Linked DNA regions of Mus musculus: region 1 is linked to region 2. A link is a contact called in public HiChIP or PLAC-seq data. All regions are on one chromosome and are shown on one strand. Each heading gives the region's core, a stretch centred on a gene start, on an enhancer-like site or on the middle of the called end of the contact. The rest is flanking DNA. Distances are from core to core; before and after follow the strand shown. Region 1 has its middle 18 kb from the start of Gm30311. Region 2 overlaps Boc (biregional cell adhesion molecule-related/down-regulated by oncogenes (Cdon) binding protein).

Evidence for each region. HiChIP or PLAC-seq counts read pairs in DNA pulled down with a chosen protein or histone mark.
Region 1: a contact with region 2 is called in an H3K4me3 HiChIP or PLAC-seq map of embryonic basal ganglia, with 2.8 times the contacts expected there. The contact joins two enhancer-like sites. A contact is called at or near these places in 13 of 115 datasets of contacts at active chromatin or transcription factors (craniofacial prominence, differentiating embryonic stem cells, embryonic basal ganglia and 9 more) and 1 of 9 other capture datasets (embryonic stem cells).

Annotation. Positions count from the first base shown.
Region 1 is chr16:44,675,053-44,681,705 of GRCm38.p6, forward strand. No RefSeq gene overlaps it. Among named protein-coding and RNA genes, the nearest start is that of Gm30311, 18 kb to the left of the region's middle. Within about 2 kb of position 4,234, at least 72 of the 459 cell types and tissues checked have an H3K27ac peak or open chromatin away from gene starts, as enhancers often do. A contact at or near this core is called in embryonic basal ganglia and embryonic brain, where this site is marked.
Region 2 is chr16:44,536,468-44,542,717 of GRCm38.p6, forward strand. The region is part of intron 1 of Boc (biregional cell adhesion molecule-related/down-regulated by oncogenes (Cdon) binding protein); the gene reads right to left. It overlaps Gm30064 (a long non-coding RNA gene), which reads left to right. Exons shown (of 2, transcript XR_876086.3): 2 at 413-662. Among named protein-coding and RNA genes, the nearest start is that of Gm30064, 9.2 kb to the left of the region's middle. Within about 2 kb of position 2,149, at least 48 of the 459 cell types and tissues checked have an H3K27ac peak or open chromatin away from gene starts, as enhancers often do. A contact at or near this core is called in embryonic basal ganglia and embryonic brain, where this site is marked.

The DNA of each region.
Region 1 (6,653 bases), core at 2,984-5,483, 140 kb after region 2:
TTGTCTAACATGTGTGAGACCCTGGGTTCAATCCTTAGCCCCATGATGAAAAGTCCAACAAATTAAGACAGTGAGAGTCCTTTTGTTGCCAACCTTTTGGAGGCAGAATTTCATGTTCACTATGAAGCTGAGAACGACCTTATACTTCTATTTTCCTGCCTTATCCTCCGGAGTCCTGGGATTATAGGAATGCACCACTATGCCTAATTTATTCAACAATGGGACTCAAACCCTAGGCTTCATGAATGCTAGGCAAAACTCTAGGTAGTTTCTACCCCAATCTCCTGCATTGGTCTTCCACTTTGTTCTTTTCTTACTGGTCCTTTCCTTTTCAACTGAACTGTATATACATTATTGAGTTTGTTGAAAAGATCTTACATAAATGGTGTTTTCTTTTATGCTTCTAAAACAAGAGGATAGAAATGATTTTTGAAGACATGAGGTAGTTCCTTAATTTCTAGGGAAAGATTCAACGCGAACAGCAACATTGTTGGGCGGAATGGTTGTCATTGTAACCATACCTGTCAAAAGCATAGCACAGTTTCACATGGATGCTGCCAAAGAATCCGATCTTCCTTAAGCAATGTCTTCCTTAAACATGTCAGAGCCAATGAGAACAAAGACCAAAAACTCACATTAACAGTAAGAGGCAGGCTGCAGAGAATGGCTGAAGAGTTGTTGAAACACGTCACTGAGGTTCTGGGATTGGTTTTGCCATAATGGCCCATTCAAACATTCTTGGCAAAGCATGTAGCTATGTAGGAGCTTTTCTAGAAACATCTTCCCTTCTGGCATCCCAGGGGATTCCATGCTGTTCTCAGTGCGAATGTTTCTCCTGGGCTTTTCTCCACAGTTGCTACAGGAATAAGTCTCTGCTTTGGTGTGGAGGGTACTCTGAGCTGAAACTACCATCTTCCAAAATCCTAGTAGGTCTTCTATGGTTCCTCTACCACAGGGGGCCTCAGTTTCAGTTTCTCAATTGTGCTGCTGTCTGGACTCCTGCCATACCTAGGATTGTCTTTCTATAAGCCTTGCCGAGTCCTGACTAACTTTCCCCCTTTCCTGGTCCAGTTCCCTAACAAATTTAGTGTTCTTGTTTTTGGTTTTCGAGACACATTCTCACTCCATAGCCCAGGCTGGCCCAGAACTCACCCTGTATCCCATACCATCTATCCCATACCATCTCTGAACTTCTGGCTTCAATCTTTCTGTCTTGGCCTCTTAAGTCCTGTATTTTTGGCTGTGTGTTGCCATTTCCAATTTTAGCCCCCTGTTCTTGTACTGAGCAGAAGGGAAATATGTTCTTTACTTATTAATTGATTTATTATTACTTTCAATGCTAGGGATCAAACCCAGGATTTCACACATGCAAGGCAAGCACCCTCCCACTGAGCTATGTGCACAGACTTGCCACTTACACACAACATTCTTCCTAGGCTGGAAAATGTTGTTCCACCTCCACAAGGTTCTGCAGATTCTGCGTAGTAACGCAATAGCCCTTTTCCCTGGAACCTGGCTCCAAAGCTAATATACCCATAAGGTAAATGAACAGAGAACAAATCCCAGTCAAGATAATAAACAAGGCCTTGGCAGCAAGGCCCTGTCTGTGTGAGTAAATGCCAAGAACATTCAAAGAAGTGAATAGATACCTGTGGGAAAGGCCAGCAGAGACTTTCAGGGAAAATGAAACCAAAGAGCAAATGGATTCCTGAGAAAGATCTAGTAGAAAAACGCGTCTGTTTAGTACATGCAGCTGCTTTCTTGGTCCAACAAAGGCATTAAAGAAATCATGGATTGAAGTCTTGAGGAAAGATAGGGAAAAACAAAACAACAACAACAACAGAAGCAAGCAGCAGCAACAGCACCACCACCACCACCAAAACTTTGCTACTGAATTATCTAGTGCATTTGCCCCATTTTTTCCAATTAAGACATTTCCCAGGTCCTCTAGATGATCTCTTGTCGTTTTCCTTTCCATCTTTTAGTTCGGGTGGTGCTGGGAGCTGAGCTTAATGAACAAGAAGAAAAAGAGATACCTGGGGTTAAAGTTGCCAATCAAAAGCCAGGAAGTCTCAGACAAGAGGTTGTGAACAGTGCAGTCTTAGGGTTGTCTAGAAAAAGACTGACTATGTTCCAGAAGGTAAGTTCCAATTCTGCAGATGAACAGGCCACCAGAAAAACCTGTCACCTAGCAGTAACCACAGATGTGGTGAGGAACAAGAGGGTCCTTCAGAGCTGCTTACAACATTAATAGCCTCTTGTTGGTCAAGGAAGATAATGCTGCAGGTCAGTGCAATGGTTAGGAAACACATGTACAGAAAATGTTGAGAGCAATGCCTGGTGCACAGCACTGTGGGAAGATGCCTGATGTCCATCCATTATAAACAGGCAAAATAAAAGAAGTAAAAACCCAGGTTGATATGTCATTTGTCAGGAACCACACATTTGTAGTTCCCGAGTAAACGCTGTATAAGGTAGGAATGATATGGGTAGAAAGAATGTTGGTCTGGGTTTAATAACAAATCAGTATTTTTGCTCAGATGAAGAAAAAAAATTAATAATTAGTTCAAGATGGTGTCTGATGGTCTGATATTAATATATACAAGACAAGAGACTATGTACAAAACAAGAGAACCTGAAAACATCGTATTCATTTCTGATTAAAAACTAGCTTAAGGGGATAGACCAATCCTGGTAGAAATAGGAAGACTTGTTCATCAAAAGTTCTCTTCCAACCTTTGAGTGGAAGTTTGAGACCTATTCAAAAGAATGAGTCTCCCGCATCTGTGACTTCCCCTGGTGGCCCTGCTCCTTGCACAGTATCAGTCTCTGTGCTCTAGAGAGGCTCTCAGCAGGTAATGGGCTTCCTGGTTCAGATGAGCAGTGGTAGGTAGAGGATAGAGGTGAGGAGAGCAGCAGATGGTGGGGCTTCTGGTAGGCTGTGGACTGGGCGGAACAAAAGAAGAGCTGAGTGGAGAGGTCTTCAGTTCTGACCCGGTGAAGAGGAACCGTCTGGTGAGCACCTTGTGGCCACAATACCTCAGGACCCTGGCTGTCTCAGGAGTGGATCATCATATTCCTTCCAGCTCAGCATGTCTGTGAGTCTAGTTAAAAGCCAGCTCTGACGACAGTCATTGCCCACAGCTCCTCATGGTCATCTTGGAGCCAGACAGAAAACCCACATCACATTTTGATCAGTAATCTTTCCAAAAGACTTGCTTGAGTTCTGCGAGTTTGTTTGTTTTGTTTTGTTTTGTTTTGTTTTGTTTTGATTTCTACAGGAATCTCACTTATCTGATATCCAAGAGTTACCTTCTAAAGATCCAGAGGCAAACCTTGCAGTGGATGCTGGATAATAAGAGTTATATCCTGGTGAGTAATGTCAAAATGCTGCATGAGAGAACATCATCTTTGCAGAAAAACTGAAATGCAGTTTTAGGAACAAGTTAGTGCTTTAAGAATAAAAGTGAGCATAAAAATATGTCTCTAGTATTTAAAAATCCCAAATCATTTATTTATTTTCGGATTTGAGACGTTTAATCTTTGTATGGATGCTATTTTTGAAATAAGGAACAAAGGCAGACAGTTAGGGCCATTAAGAAATAATAGGAATGAAAGCCAAAGCCACGAGTTTAGGGGCACCTCAGAAACAATTTTGTTATTTTGAAAAAAAGTAACTGTTTTTGAAAAATTCTGTTTTGAAAAATAACTTGAAATTCTTTAGTGGTTCCACCCTTTACAATTCCACGTGACTGCCATGGCCAAGGTAGAACTGACTCGTTAGTCACCGTGGCTCCATTCTCTGAAGATATGGGTATTTAAAGTACAAAAAGCCTTCAGGAGATAATTCTCTAAGCGGGTGCGGTGAGTCACCAGTTGACGTGGGATAATGGTGTAGGTTTTCTCAATTTCCTGTCTGGGATGAGAAGCTTCATTCCATAAACATCATCATTAATAGAAGAGGGAAAAATAGATGGAGAGACTTGAGACTGTCCAATGAGGAAGATCTGCTGTAGGATTAAGCTTGGGTGTCTACCCCAAGGACGAAGTGGTAGAAAGTTCGCCACATTTGATTATGAAGTGGGCTTTTGTAGCCTTTTTTTTTTTTTTTTCTGAACCTCTGGAATAAAGAGGGTTGATTTGCGACGGAATCTCCAGAGCCTGCAGCCATATATTACAATATGTTGTAAATCCAGAGGGTACAATATAGATTTCACAGGGGGGCCCTGGGGTTAATTGAAATTCCATCTGTTTCTTCCATGTGGGTTAGACTCCTAAGACATGCTCACTCGGGATGAGATATAGGATTTACAAGCTTTTAATTTTTAGGCTGAAGTAGAAGTTCACCTAACTCTGCGCCTCCGTCCGTTTACATCCTACCTTCAATTTTAAAAAAAGAAGAAGAAAAAGAGAAGAAGAAGAAGAAGAAAAAAAAACCAGTTTAAAAGGCAGCCTGGCTTTATTCCCCTCACAGCTGCCCCTAGGCAGCCCCCCTTCCTTGCAGTGCATGCTGGGTAATGCCATGTATTCTTAGGTTTCCAATGGCTCCCATTACTGTCAATTAGTTACGGAATGCTACAGAGATTCATGCCTGACAGCTCGGGTAAAGGCAGGAGAAATGGGCTCAGTAGGGAGCGAGGGGCCTGATTCTTTTTTGTCCACAAGAAATACCTTTCTCAGCAAGGCTTTTAATGGCTTTCTCTTCTTTCTTTCCCTCTGCCCGGGCACACCCCGTGATCCCGAAACACACCATATACACATACACACATATAGTCATATGTCAGTGTGTTTGTGTGAGTATCACAGCAGACTGTGAAGGCTCTCGGGGCAGAAGGCTCTGAAGTAGCTGTACAGGTTCTTAGAGCAAGCCTTTACATCCCTACTTAGATCTTGCTCGGGATTAGATTCCTGACTCAGGTCTCTTCAGGTGTCTTGTTCCTAAGTGCTGCCTCGGCCTCCGGCCTCAGTCTTGCTTGCTATTGTTTTCCTTGGCAGCTCTCTGACTTATAAAGGAGAAGCACAGTCTAGCCACAGATCCTGGTCAGAGACCCCTGCTGCTTTGCTTGGAGTTTGGGGCAGCGAATTCTCCTGACCATCCTGACCACTCCCATGACCCATGACTTCTTTTTCTCCCTCTTTCATTTCTCCTCTTTTGTGGCATTCCTCCTTTCCCTCCTCAGAATCACAGAGATCATTGTACTTAGAAGATTTTTCTTTAACTCCTGGATCACCTTTTTCTCCCTTCCTATTCACCTAATGCTTATCATAACATAACATTTCCTGTTACTTTAGCATTCTCTCACCACATGCTTGGAACACCTGCCCTGGGTATTTGAATAGATTCTTCCCTCTCCTCAAATACATTTGAGCTTAAAAGCTGCCAAGATGGAGAGTTCTTCCTGTCCAAGGAGAGCTGAAGGTACTAGGATCCACAATTCATGCTCCGTTGTGTCTCCCAGGACTCCACATTCTCTCCACAGCCCAACTTATTGTCTAAAGCTGTATTCCTCATCTATATGTTGCCAGCCCATCTATTACAGCGAGTCTTCTTAAGACAAATGGCCATCTTGTTCAAGCAAACCACATCTAGGAATACCATCTGCTACAAGCAGGGGTTCAATGATGTGGCTTAAAAATGGATTAAAACATGTTTCCAGAACCCACATTGCTCCGGAAGAGTTTTCTTACTCTGAGTCTGCTGTCATTGCTCTTTTACATGAACACCGGGCCTTCCTCATGATTCAAAACAGAGAAAGGCTTAGGAAAGACCTGATAGGAAAATACCAGATGCTAATAGAAAACAATGAGCACAATGCTTAGAGTTGTCTGTTCATCCAGATGGAGATGAGAATGAGGATGGGCTAAAAATAGCAGGCGACGACACACTAGAGAAAAACACGGTCTGCAGCAATGTGTGCCTGGGTTATTCATAGTCTCAGTTCCTTCCTTCCTGAGGCCTGGCCTAGTGAGGGAGTCACTAAAGGCTGGAGTAGGGAGACAGTCCTATTCTGTCTCATCCAGCCATCTGTGAAAGGCAGAGTAGGGAGGCCCAAGAAAAGGGTACTGTGGTGGAAGAAGTTAGAGCCAGGTTGTAGAACGTAAGCCTTAGAGCCCAAGGGTTAAGCTGCAGGCTTTTATTTCCTGGGTATTGCAGTCAAGGAATTACTGGGAAGACCATATTCAGAAGAATTTGGCTGAAGACTGCCGCTACTTTATACTGTCAACACATCACCCCTGGCACGGTGCCTTAAGATTCCCGTAGAATCTTTAAGCTTCTTATTAATGATACCTTCTGCAGTGCATAGCCAATACCATCTCCTTAGCAAATCTGCTGTAGTTCCCTGTCCTTCAAACTTTAATATGCTGACAGATGACATGGCAGCTCACTAAACGGGTGATTCTGAGTAGGATTTTGAGACTCTACAGTTGGAAGTTCTCCAGAGATACCCTTGTCGCTGGTCCATTGACTCTCTAAGTAGTAAGACATCATCACTTCATCATCTTGTCCATACATAAAAGTGTAATGATGGATTGTCTTGAGCCTGAATTAAATAAGCAAAAGTCGATTGCCATATCTTTGTTTCTACAGATTAAAAAAAAAGACACCTGTTTATATCTATGGTCCATGCACCTTTTAAGGTAAATTAATCTAG
Region 2 (6,250 bases), core at 899-3,398:
GTTGTAGGTATGTGAAGAAGCTTGTTGTCATCCCATTGGCATGTCAGGTGTCCCCCCAGCCAGTGGCTAGGCACTTGGCTCTTATTTCCTGTGGAAGTCTTCACAACTAATTCTCCTGTCTGCTAAAGCAAAGGCTCCACGATGGCGATACTCTTATCCACAGGGCATCTGCAGCCATAACACATATATAGGTATTCAGAAAACACCTGTTGAATCAGCCAATAACGACATAAGCCATTTTCTATATCCTTTCCTCACAATGATTACGAACCAAAGCATCAGGCTCACATGGAGACCTTTCACGTGACTCAAAAAGCTCTCAGGTTCTGTGACCCAGACTGAAGGAAGATGTCCTGTGTGGTTCTGGAACTGAGCCGGGCAAGAGCATTCCTAAACCTCTCTCTCTCCCCAGTTCTCACAAGTCTCCGCTCGCTCGCCTGGAGGACATCTGAGGGATTCAAATGAAGAACTAAGTCTAAGGGTGAACCGGCCAAGCTATGGAAGGCACCAAATCTTGAACTTAACAGCACTGAGCCAGGGATGGTGGACCTCTCCCTTGGGAACCAGTTTGGTACGAACGACAAATCTATCTCATACTGCGATGTGGGAGGAAATACAGATTGTACTAGAAAAGCCTCCTGAATAAAGGAAGTGCAAATTAGGTCGTCAGTGATGAACAGCGACTTAAAGCTACAGTTTAGCTATTTTCATCGGCATCTTCCCACCCACTCCCAATATTCTAGTTATGTACACAATTTGCCTCAAAGACAGACAGACACACAGACATATAGACATACACAGACACACACGTACATGTACACAGACACACATAGACACACAGACACGTACACAGACACACACAGACATGCACACATATATACACACACATGCATACACATACAGACACATAGACTTGAACACATACACACACATCTCACACACACATGCACACATACACACACACACACTCATATACATACACAGACACACACATACACACACACACACACACACACACACACATACATACACAGACACAGACATACACACACACACATACATACACAGACACACACACACATATGTTGTACCCATATACACATAGATACACAGACACACACACACACTCATATACATACACAGACACACATATACACACACACATAGAGACACACAGACACACACATATGGTGCGCCCATACACACATAGACACACACACATGCATGCACACATACACACACAGGTATGGACACACAGACACACACATACACAGACACACACACACATAACACAATAAACACACAGACACACACACATGCACACATACACACACAGACATGGACACACTCACAGACACACACATACACAGACACACACACATATACCCATACACACATAGACACACAAACACACAGACATGCACACACACACACACACACCCTCACATACACACACAGACACACACACATAAATGCACACACACACACACACACACACCCTCACATACATACACAGACACACACACATGCACACATACACACACAGACATGGACACACTCACATACACAGACACACACACACTTGTACACATTCACACACATGTACATATACACACATAGACACATACATGCACACATACACACACATCACACACATGCACACACATAGACACACAGACACATACACACAGAGAGACAGAGACACACATACACGCACACATACACAACATCACTCACACACACACACACACACACACACACACACACACACACACACACACACTGAGTGAAGCTGCAGCTCTGGCTGGTAGCTATACTTTAGGATCATGACAGTTTACTTTCCCATCTGACCTTATTCAAACTCACTTTCTTCACCCCCTCCCTGACCCCCAAAGCATACACACGGAGTCCCTTGTCCCACCCCTAACCTTTCCTTTCTCAATTACCAAGCTCTTTTAAAACGCCTACACTTTAAATAAATACCACTGTGTGAATGTGAAGCAGGCTGCAGTCCATCTGTCAGTCAGTCAGCCCCTGCCTTCTGCTAAAAGCCCCCACCTCGCCCCTGCCAGCTCTCCCTAACTCATGAAGCACGGAGGCCTTAGTGCAAGGCTGGCACATACAGGGTAAACAAACACATGGAGTCTTGCAGCTGGACCAGGGGCCGCTGTTTATGCAGGAGCGAGTGTGGGGAACTGTAGCCAGGAGGTGATGGGAAGAGTGAGCGAGCAGGCTAATTCTAGTCTCCAGCTCCCAGGCTCCCACCACCACCACCAAGGAAGATTTCCTGCAGAGGGTCTGCCATTCCCAGGTCCAGGGCAGGAATGTTGCTGCAACCGTGTAAGTCCTGGAGGCAGACACGCTGCCATCTTGCCTGTTGTTAGACACCAACAGCCACCCCAGTACATGGCTCCTGACAGGGGCACAGTAGCTATTTCTTAATTACACAGACAGATGAACTGGTTTCCTCCCTGGGTCACAAAGTTCCAGTGTGGGTAGTGAAGGATGGTGTTGGGACCGAGGTCGGTCGGTGAGTATTGCCTAAGACATTCCAAAACCCTACCAAATGATAAAAGATGCTCCCCGACTCACACCAAAAATAATTTAGAGAAATGCTATGCATGAAAATCCAGTCAGATTTCATTGCTGCCGACCTTTCAGAACCTTTAATTTTCTGTTACACAGCATGAATCACCAAGATAGAGTAGGCTCCGAGTCTGTAACCACAAGCTTGGACTTACATGACCCTTGGTCGGGGGGTGATTTGAGAGTGCCATTTTTTTCTTAGAGTACCATTAATGATGAGGATTTTTGCCAAACACATTTTTTGGACATGCTGACCTAACTTGAGAGGTTCTTGGAGATCCAGTTTTGAAATTAAAAGAAAAAACAAACAAAACCCCATATGAACGTGTGGCATGTAGTTGTTTGGGGTGTCATAGAAAAACGTAAGGAGAAAATTTTAATATCAACTATGTCTGAAGATTAAGAGATTTATACTTTTCACTTAAAACACCAGAAATTGTTAAAGTCAGTTTATATTATCACTTTCATCATTCAAAAGACAAATTAAAAAAAAAAGCCTATCCAAACTACTACCGTGACGTCATCAAACTTGCTTTCCCCTGTACACCTGCTGACCTCATTTCTCGATAATCCCTTGAACCCCCAAATGTTATTTGTCTCACTCCCAAATCATGGTTTGCTGTGCTGGGTTCGAAGATGAGGTCCTCCTAACCCATTTGTAAGCATCATCTTTCCTGACTCCACGGCTCTGCTGCTCTCTCACGTCACAGACATGGACTTTGCAAAAAGGGAAAGTGGGCCTCCTAGTTCCATCAGCGACCTTTAGAGAGCCCCTTTTCCTAACAGCTTTGTTTCTTTACTAAGCTGTCTAAAACATAGCATCTAGACCTTGCTGAAACTGTTTTGCTGCGCAAACTAGCGCTTAGAGAATGTGGTTTGGGCCGAGAACATTGATCATTTGGCAGAATGTGTGGCTGGCATGCATGAAGCCCTAAGCTTGATCCATAATACTACATGCAAGCATGCAGCAGAGTATAGCTTACACAGCATGATCCCTCCCCCCAATAAAACCCTGCATTTTAATGTCTGACATTTTTATGCTACTAATGCTTCAAAATGGTACATACAATATAAAACAAAACTCATATCACCAAGTTAGCTCACTTATTTGCATAATTATACGAAGAAGTACATGACTCCCCTTAAAACTGCCACATAGTTTCCCAACAACAACCACTGATTATGTAATGTATTTTAGATGCTTACATCATTGTGTGTGTTCACATTTTGTATATAATATAAATTAAAACTTAGGCTTTCTGATTATTAGATAAAGTATTTGGGGAAGTATGTTAGATATATACAATACATATAGTAATTTGATAAATTGACAGGAGGCAAGAAGGCCCTAAGATCAAGGTCATTTTTACCTACACGGTGAATTCAAGGCCTCTCTAGACTATGAGAGACCCTGTTTCCAAAAATAAAGCAAGCTGCTGCCTTTTTTGCTGCAAATCACCAATTTCCTACTGATTTGTAACTGTCACTGAGATTTAGTGGGTATATAATTATAAACTAGGTTTTCTTGGTAAGCAGTATATGATTAAGGCACATATTTAGGTTGAAAAGAAATTACCAATCTTAACAATACAACCAAGGCAATTATTTAACCATTGGTTGAACTGATAAATAAGGCAACCATCTCAAATACGCGTGTGACCTTGTTTGACCTCTAAACAACTCCAGGCATCGGATAGACAGTTACAGGCTGAGATTTGGAGATGTTACACTGGCTCAGGTGGGGGACTCCCAGCCAATCCTCTGGAGGAGCTAAAGCACGGTAATGCCAGGCAGCACCTTAGGCAAGGATCGGGAATGGGGAGAGAGTAGCTCGCAGGCTTACATACTCTGCCCATTGCACTGCTCAGCAGGCTTTGAGAACCCTGTGCAGATGTCTCTGACACAGACATCCGCATCATTTTGGAAAGAATGTCTTCAAGCAAAGCTCTGGCATGAGGCAAAATGCCCAGAATAAGGTGTTTTGCGCCAAGACCTTACTATCATGTTTTAAGGAAAGTTTTACAATTTTAAAGTTAATTTCCCCGTTTCATACTTTGATTTGTTTATGTATTTTACCGTTATGTGTGTCTGTGCACATGTGTGTGGGTGCCAGTAGAAGCCAGAAGAAGGTGCTGCATCCTCTGGAGCTAGGACTGCAGGAGGTTGGTCATGGGCCACCTGACATGTGGGTTGGGCATGGGACTCTGGTTCTGTGGAAGAGAAAGTGCTCTTAACCACTGAGTCACTTAGCCTTCTGGTCCCTAGTTGAATTTCTTTATGAGAGAGCATGTGTGTTTGGGTACACGTGTTCATGTAGAGACCAGAGGAAAACCTTGTGTCATCCTTAAAATACCACCTCCTGCCAAGACAGGGTCTTTCACCGGCCTAGAGCTCACCAATTAGCCTAAACAGAACAGCAGGCAAGCTTGCAAGCACACACACACCACCAGGCCTGGCATTGTTACCTGGGTTCTGAGCATCAAACTCAGGGCCTCACTCTTGTGCCGCTGTTCTCAGTTTCCCCCAGATCAAGTCCTCATTCCTTTTCATCACAAAGAAATAAATATCCAGAAGGAGGAGGAAGAGGAGGAAGACAGGGAGGAGGAAGAGGAGGAGGAAGAAGAGAAGAGGAGGAAGAAGAGGAAGAGGAGGAGGGAGAGGAGGAGGAAGAGGAAGGGGAGGAGGAAGAGAAAGAGGAGGAAGAAGGGAGGAGGAAGAAGAGGAAGAGGAGAAGGAGAACTCAAGATGCCATCACTGCAAAAATCACCTTTGCTAGGACTCAAGCTGAGCCCCTCAAGTTAGTCCCTGAATCATGGGACTAATGGGATTTTTTGCTTACTCTTGGGGGCTTGGAGGCTTGGTACCAAGGAAGATGCTAACAGGGAATGACAGTTTTCAAAGCATCTGTAAATGTAATTGCTTGTACCAAAAGTCCAAGAAGGCAGAGACATTCCCTTAATGAAGGCAAAAAGGAGATCCTGAAGAGGTATATCTGGGGGCCCCACTTCCATTAATCAGCAGATAAGACCAGAGGATTTGGACCCCACTGGAACACTGTTTGACAACCCAAAGGGTTAAAGCTTCTGCCTTCAGCCCCAGGCCTTCCTGGTCCCCACAGGAGGAGGAGACAAACTTCCACCCCCACATCATAGTCCAAGGCCTGCTGCCTTGGGCCCTCCCACTCCAGGAATGAAGCTGTCTGCTGCCCAACTTATACCCAGACTGGTTTCATCTGCTTCCAAATCCATTTTGTGTCTTAACTTCTGCCAAGAATAAAAATTTAAACACACACACACACACACACACACACACACACACACACACACACACACACCATGCATGCATGGGACGGGGAGAATCAGGCTGGGGCTTTAAACTGAAAGGGTAAGCAGAGAGGGGAGGTGCAGGCAGGCCAGCAGCGGAAAGTCAGGGCCCAAGGCTCCTACTCCTCTGCTCAGGGAGCCAACACACCCTTCCTGAAGTCTCTGCCTGCTAAGGACTCACCCTGTTCATAGCTACCCAGAGGAATCACATGGTCTCCTGGAATTGCCTCACAAGTCACTCAGTGGAGACCACCAGTTAAATCCTGGGCCCTTCAAAGTTGACATTCAAGCAGGGAACCAAGAGTCCGCTTCTGAAAAGGGGACGCTAACAGTGTAGAGTA